Linked DNA regions of Gossypium hirsutum: region 2 is linked to region 1. Evidence: chromatin contacts called from public Hi-C data. All regions are on one chromosome and are shown on one strand. The core of a region is the stretch at or near the end of the contact, and the rest is flanking DNA. Distances in the headings are between cores, read along the strand shown.

Region 1 (3,088 bases), core at 325-2,824:
GGAAGAAAAAAAAAGGTGTACATCTTCACCCTTCTCCACGCCTTCATCGACGATATCATCCGGGACCTCATCCAAATCGGAGTCACTAAAATCTTCACCCTCGTGATGAGAATGATCATCATTATTGAGTCCTTTTTCAACATTCCATCACCTCTAAATGTATCTCTAAATGAGGACCCGAAATAGGGTTGTTATACGCAATCCCACCATAGTGTGGATTTTTGGCCCATGTCGATGTCCCTCTATAACCTACTGTTTTGCCCATCCAACATTAAGGTTAAAGTCAAACCCATATTGTTGACTTAATGGAGTGACATTTTGAATGGGCTCTACATTGGCTAACTCAGCAAACAACTCAATTGGTTCAGCATTTACGTTCCAGTCGAGCAATAAATTGCAATTATAATGCCCACGTCTTCATCATTTAAAAGTTCCATCTCCGCACATTTGCACGAATTTGAGAAAACTGGAAATTTGTAGAATAGTTTGGACATCATCCTTCCACAACGAAGAGCTATTTTGGTACTAATTTTTTGTTTCATTTCTTCGACTTTTACATTCTTATTAAACCTCATTCCTATTTTCTAGCGAGATTCAAGTACACAACCAACTGGTGCTTGTAAAATTACTCCCTCGAAATGAACGTATACGAAGAATTGATTATTTGTATTTGATACAATATCTATTTTCTCTTCTTCTAAACACAAATATTTCCTTATTTTTTCTCTTGAACAGATAAAAAAAATTCAACAAAACCAAAAACTCATCAAATATTTTGGATGGACTAGTAGGGGTATATATCGGGTGGTGTTGCCTGACGGCGTCACAGGATCACTGGTGCCACTTGACACACAGACGATACAAAAAAAAACATTTTTTAAATCTGACAAAGGTGTTGCCTGACACACTGACAACACAAGAAAAAATATTTTTTAAAATCTAACATCGATGCCACTTGACACATCAGTGGCACCTAAAAAAAATTTTACCGACACAGGTGTCGCCTAACAGATTGATGGCACCCCAAATTTTTTTTCTCGGTTGTCACAAGTGCTACCAGCAGACCAACACCACCCATTAAAAAATTATTGTTTTTTCCTCCCAAAATATACGTATTTTTAATGGGTATTTTGAAAAATACATACTGATACTACCTGACACAATGGCAGCATCCTCAAAAAATATTTTTTTTTAAAAGTCGATGATTGACTAATGATGAGAGGGTGGTGCCACCGGTGTGTCAGGTGGCACCGACAACCACTATAGATTTCAAGTTATTTTCGTATATTATTTTTCATTTAAGTTAATTAATTAATGAATTAGAGTTATTTAAAAAAAACAACCCGAATTTCGCTATTATATGGTAAAAAAAAAGGCACTACTATTAGTTCTTAAATAATAATAATACCCACAAACAATAAAAGAGTAGAGAGTACAATTAAAACCTTTATTGATCTAACCGAAATTTTTGATATAGATAAAAGGACAAGTAAATGGTTGTACGTAAGAAGAAAGTTGAGATGCATGGTACCCTCACAATAATTTGGGACACCCAAAACAGCTCATCGACAGGTGTGCATCATTGCCTTTGAATTTTGATGTGACCATTGAACTATTCTTTCTTATGAAGTATGATCATATATACATGTAAAGTTAATTTGATGAGGGAAGCGTTAAGCGTGCCTATAAAGTTCTCCTCTCTACCTCCATGGTCACATCTTATAGGCCAAATCTTTTCTCTGTTTGTTGCTTCGCACAACAAATTATAATCCAACCATTTTTTTAGCATATATAGGAAGATAGGGATGGATGATTATAGATAATCATATCCTAATCTAGAGCCTTGTAAATTTTCTTATGATTATCAACAATAATGAGAATTTGAGTTTAATGATTATATCTATGATATTTCTCAATTACCCAAAGATGAATAGCAAATATTGATAATGGAAGCGAAGAAGGCCCCCCCCCATATATCTTATACTTAGTCTATTGCCTCACTAAAAGTGTTCATAGGTAATTATTAGTCAAAAACTTTTAAAATTTTTATCCAAGTCCATATTCGAGTGTCTTTTGATTGATAAAGATATGTCTATTTTAATCCAAATATACTAATGAGTTATGAAGTATTAAGATTAATATTTGAGAATTGTATGTATATAGGAGAGAGGTTAAAAATAAAAGCAAAAGGGTTGTGTGTCGATCAATAATGCATTAGTTATAAAACAAAGAATATAGGTAAATTTTCGAAAAAAAGTTGAGAGTTGCTAAAGGAAAAGACGTGGAGCATGCAGGAGGGGGTATATGGTCCCAAAATAAAACCAATAATTAACATAATAGAGAAGAAGAAAGATCCTACCAAATTATAGAAGCACTTAGGAAAAGAAAAGATTCTCCAAATAAGCGGTCTAAATTGAATTGCAGATCCCCTTCTTTACTAGCTTCATCAAAAAGCTTGATTGATGTATGGTGGATTTCATTATATGAGTTTATTATTTCCATATCACTTTTACTTGTAACCTGGTTTAGCCTTAGAGTGAACCCCAAAAGAAACAAATCCATCCAAGCGTCAATCCATGCCACCGGGTCTCTACTGTTCAAAAGGCTTTTTTGGATCAACAATGAATAAAAAAAGTTATGGATGCTCTTTTGTGTCTCTTGCATTTGACTTAATGTGGGTGTACATATATGAAGGGATGGAATTATTTATATTCCTAATACTAAATAATTACAGTTGCATTGATTTTAAATTTTATATCAAATTATATAATAATTAAAAAAAAGTTTTAAGTTAGAAAACATATTAGGTAGAGGGCATAATTAATATGTAAAGTTTTGTGTAAGTTTCGATACGTTAATTAAATAGTTTTGTAAAACTTATGTATACTTTCTATTTAAAAACTCAATTAAATATGGTATTAGTTAAACATAAATTCCATTAGGGACAATCCAATTCTATCCCTATTGCATTCCATAACTCAAAAAGGCATAATTAAAAGATTTTAGGGGTAAAAAGTCTTCAAATTTTAAAAATAATAATAATTAAGTCCCTTTTTTTTCTTGCACTCAATTGAGCACTTGAACTTTC
Region 2 (3,483 bases), core at 78-2,577, 59 kb before region 1:
AGATTGAACCTTAATTTAGTTAACACATTATTATTACAATAATAAGGATGACGTGTGTTCAAACATGTTTTTTTTTCTTTCGATTTAAAAATTTGAGAGATCATGAATAGAAATAAGCGTATTGTATAGACAAATATAAAAAAAAAATTCAAAAAGAATATGAATCTTGTTATCTTTATTTAATGAATTGGACAGTAATCTAGTTTTTTGATAAATGCATGTTAACTTTTGTTTGGTTAAAATTAAGGTATCTACTATAATAGCGATTGCTTTATTAACTAATCTTTTATTACGGATGCTCTTTGAAGAGATAAATAATTGACCATATTTATGAAATATGCTGAATTTTCATGAGTGAAACTAAAAATTGCATAGCAGATGCATATGCATATTTTCATAAATTAGAAGTTAGACAAAATGATATATTAAAATGGAATTGTGATTGAATTGAATTAATTATTCAACAGAAACTTAAAAAAACAACAACATTCAACCATGTTTTAAATATATTAAAACAAGGATGAAAAAGGAAAGGATAAACATAAACATAATCTTTAATGACTCCACCCACACAAATCAATATTCTAAGAGATGTTAACAAAAAATAATATGCCACAGCATGTGCTAGTTGATTTATAAGTAAATTTGAAATTTAAAAAGATCATAAATTTGGAAGTAGAACATTTGATATGTGGGTCAAAAATACTGTATCCTTTTTGGTCATATAAAAACAAGAAAAAAATGACGGGAAGAAAAAGGTAAAGAAGGAAAGGCAATCAATGATCGTAGTTGACCATTGAGTCACACTCAATAGATTTTTGTGTGTGAATTATTTATTAAAATGAACATCCTAGGTGGAAGATAAGGAAAGACCCACTTCTTAACTTCAATTCTATTAAAACATCAAAGATTCCTTTTTCTTTTTTTTTTTTTGGAAAAATACTGTGAGTCGGCATTTTTATTAATTAAAAATGTGAGCTCGAAAATTGGAAGAAAATCACACGTGGTAGAAGGGCAGCCTCCACTTGAACAGTTGGATTTGAACGCGTGGATGCGTGGGAACGCCTCTTTCCTTATCAGATTACGTGGCCTTCTCTCATTCGTAGCTTTCGCTGTCCCTCCCATTATTTGTTTCTTCACATCATTTTCCTCTAAATTCTTTACTTTCATGCACTTAACTAATAATTGTGAAAAAAAGGAAAAACCCAGATTCATAGCATTCTTTGAATAATTTATGTCCGTTCAATTATTTTTTTCTTTTTTCTTTTAGTTATTTACTTACTTTATTTCTCAATGGTTAGAAGCACAGTTTGAAGTAGAATCATGTCTTAATTACGATTTTTTCAGGTAAAATTAAAAAAAATAAAAATAAAGATTTAGATCAATTTTAGAGAGAGGTCTATTTTCTTAAATATCACAAAAATTAATTTATTTCCCATTATCTTTCAAAATAGACATATATTACTATTTTTTTCATTACCAAAAAATAACGATTTTTTTTTTTAAAATGCAATCTAAACCTAATTCAATTAGATAATTGATGGATTATTGAAGAGTTGAATAGTTATCAATTAAATTAATTCAAAAGTCGGCTAGACGGAATATGATTCCTCATTTATTTTGATACCTCAATCCTCAACCAATATATGACTTTTTTATATTACTAAAAAAGCTAAAGGTTTGACGGTTTTTATAGTATATATATTTTTACAATAATAGTAATTAAATTATTGCAATGAATCCAATTCTGTACAATTTTGCGAATATTTTTATTAGCTTTTTTATAGATAATATTTGCAAATTGTATCTAAATAAGCCTTGGCTTGATGATAAGGTTGAGATTTGCACAAGAAAGGATGGGGCTTATTGACCCAATCACCAAGACTCGTCCCTTTCTTCAACTGCTTAACCAGCCAATCTGTTGCCAAATTAGCTTCCTACACTTTGTTAACAAATAAGAGAATCAATTTTTTACTCATCATCTTAATATCTTGCATATAAGTAAAAATTCTCCAATTCCTGGAACTCATTATTCAAGACAACCTCTTTATACGAAATCTAAGAACTAGTCTCCAAAATTACTCTAGGAAAATTATTACTCATAGTAAGTTGAACTCCTTTTTTCATGGCTTTTGCTGCAATTTCCAAAGCCGAGCCTACCCTAGACATTTCAGCATTTCCATTCCTAGCTACCACAGCAAAACCAGCAACCTTATCTTTATTAACTGTAAGAATCGAACAACAGCAAGAATAGCAAATGAAAGCAAAAATGTCTACTTATTTTTATGGAGAAAGAACTCTAACAATCTGTAAGGACCGAGCCCTATTATTTATACAAGATGAGCTATGTCGCGTGTGAAATGATAATTTGTGCAAGTATACACGTCGGTTCAAGTAATAAAGTGATGAGTGAGTATCGTTCCCACGATGATTGGATTGAGGCACAAAAGTGATCAAGTTATTATAATAAAATGCAATTAATGCTATGGCAAAAGTCAATCATAAATATGCACTGACAATTAGTGGAGTAATGATGTAAGCAATACGTGGTATTAATGAATAACTAGAAATGCTATGACAAAAGTGAAAGCAGAAATGTATTGGTAATAACAAGAGTGATTATCCGAATAGGCTGTAAACAAAGAAATAGACAACTAAATATGCTGTGACAAATATACTACGAAAAATAATAAAGATAGAGTGATGTTGAGTCGGAAGGTCGGGATTACGCAGAATCGACCCTTACTATCAATAATGCCTTGGCAAAATCGAATCTACTTTACTGCATAGAAGAGTTCTAAAATGGCCTACCTCTCGCGCAAGCAAAACCTCAAGTTACCTTGCCCTTGTCTAAAGGCTTTTTAGATATCTTGCATGGGTTCCTTCTGTATGATCGTGACTCTATGTCTAGAGTCGACTAGAAGTGTCAATCGAATACTTGCTCATTTTATTTAATTTTAATCCAACCAATCCAATCATTTCAGAATTAGAATCAGTTTTTAGTATGCGAACAACTTTCTATGTCTAGAGATCGTTGCATTCTAACTAAGAAATAGGAACAATCAAATGAAATAGTAAAGTAAATTAGATAAATATTGCATCCATAAAAATAGTTAAGGTTTCATCAAAAGTAATCCCAACCCTATTAGATTTAGCTTATGGGCTGGAAAATAAAATTTCAAACCAAAATATTATCCGACATTGCGTTCTACTACTTCAATTCAATCTTTCGAAGGAAATAACGGAAGAACTTTGGGAAGCAACTTTCATTTGCCCAGTCTACACTTTGGCAGCACAACATCCTATGATGGCTAAAAAGGACTGCCTTCGACTTCCTGTCCTTTGCACAGTCGAACCCTTATTTGTGCCTAAGGATTTCTTTCACTTTTTCTTCATTGTCGTTTGTGAGGTCCCCTTCATCGATTTTTATAGATAGATTAGGCTAGGGTCGGCTATGCGAAAAATGTTGACTTGGTCTTCCCG

The links. Hi-C and Micro-C count contacts between places; a contact is called where the count stands out from the background.
Region 2: a Hi-C map of callus shows a contact between it and region 1, with 2.2 times the contacts expected there. The contact joins two enhancer-like sites. A contact is called at or near these places in 3 of 34 Hi-C or Micro-C datasets (callus, hypocotyl and petal).

What each region holds. Positions count from the first base shown.
Region 1 is chrD13:53,368,172-53,371,259 of Gossypium_hirsutum_v2.1, reverse strand. No RefSeq gene overlaps it. Among protein-coding and RNA genes, the nearest start is that of LOC107919889, 36 kb to the right of the region's middle. Within about 2 kb of position 1,574, at least 3 of the 9 cell types and tissues checked have an H3K27ac peak or open chromatin away from gene starts, as enhancers often do.
Region 2 is chrD13:53,426,840-53,430,322 of Gossypium_hirsutum_v2.1, reverse strand. No RefSeq gene overlaps it. Among protein-coding and RNA genes, the nearest start is that of LOC107918373, 6.3 kb to the left of the region's middle. Within about 2 kb of position 1,327, at least 6 of the 9 cell types and tissues checked have an H3K27ac peak or open chromatin away from gene starts, as enhancers often do.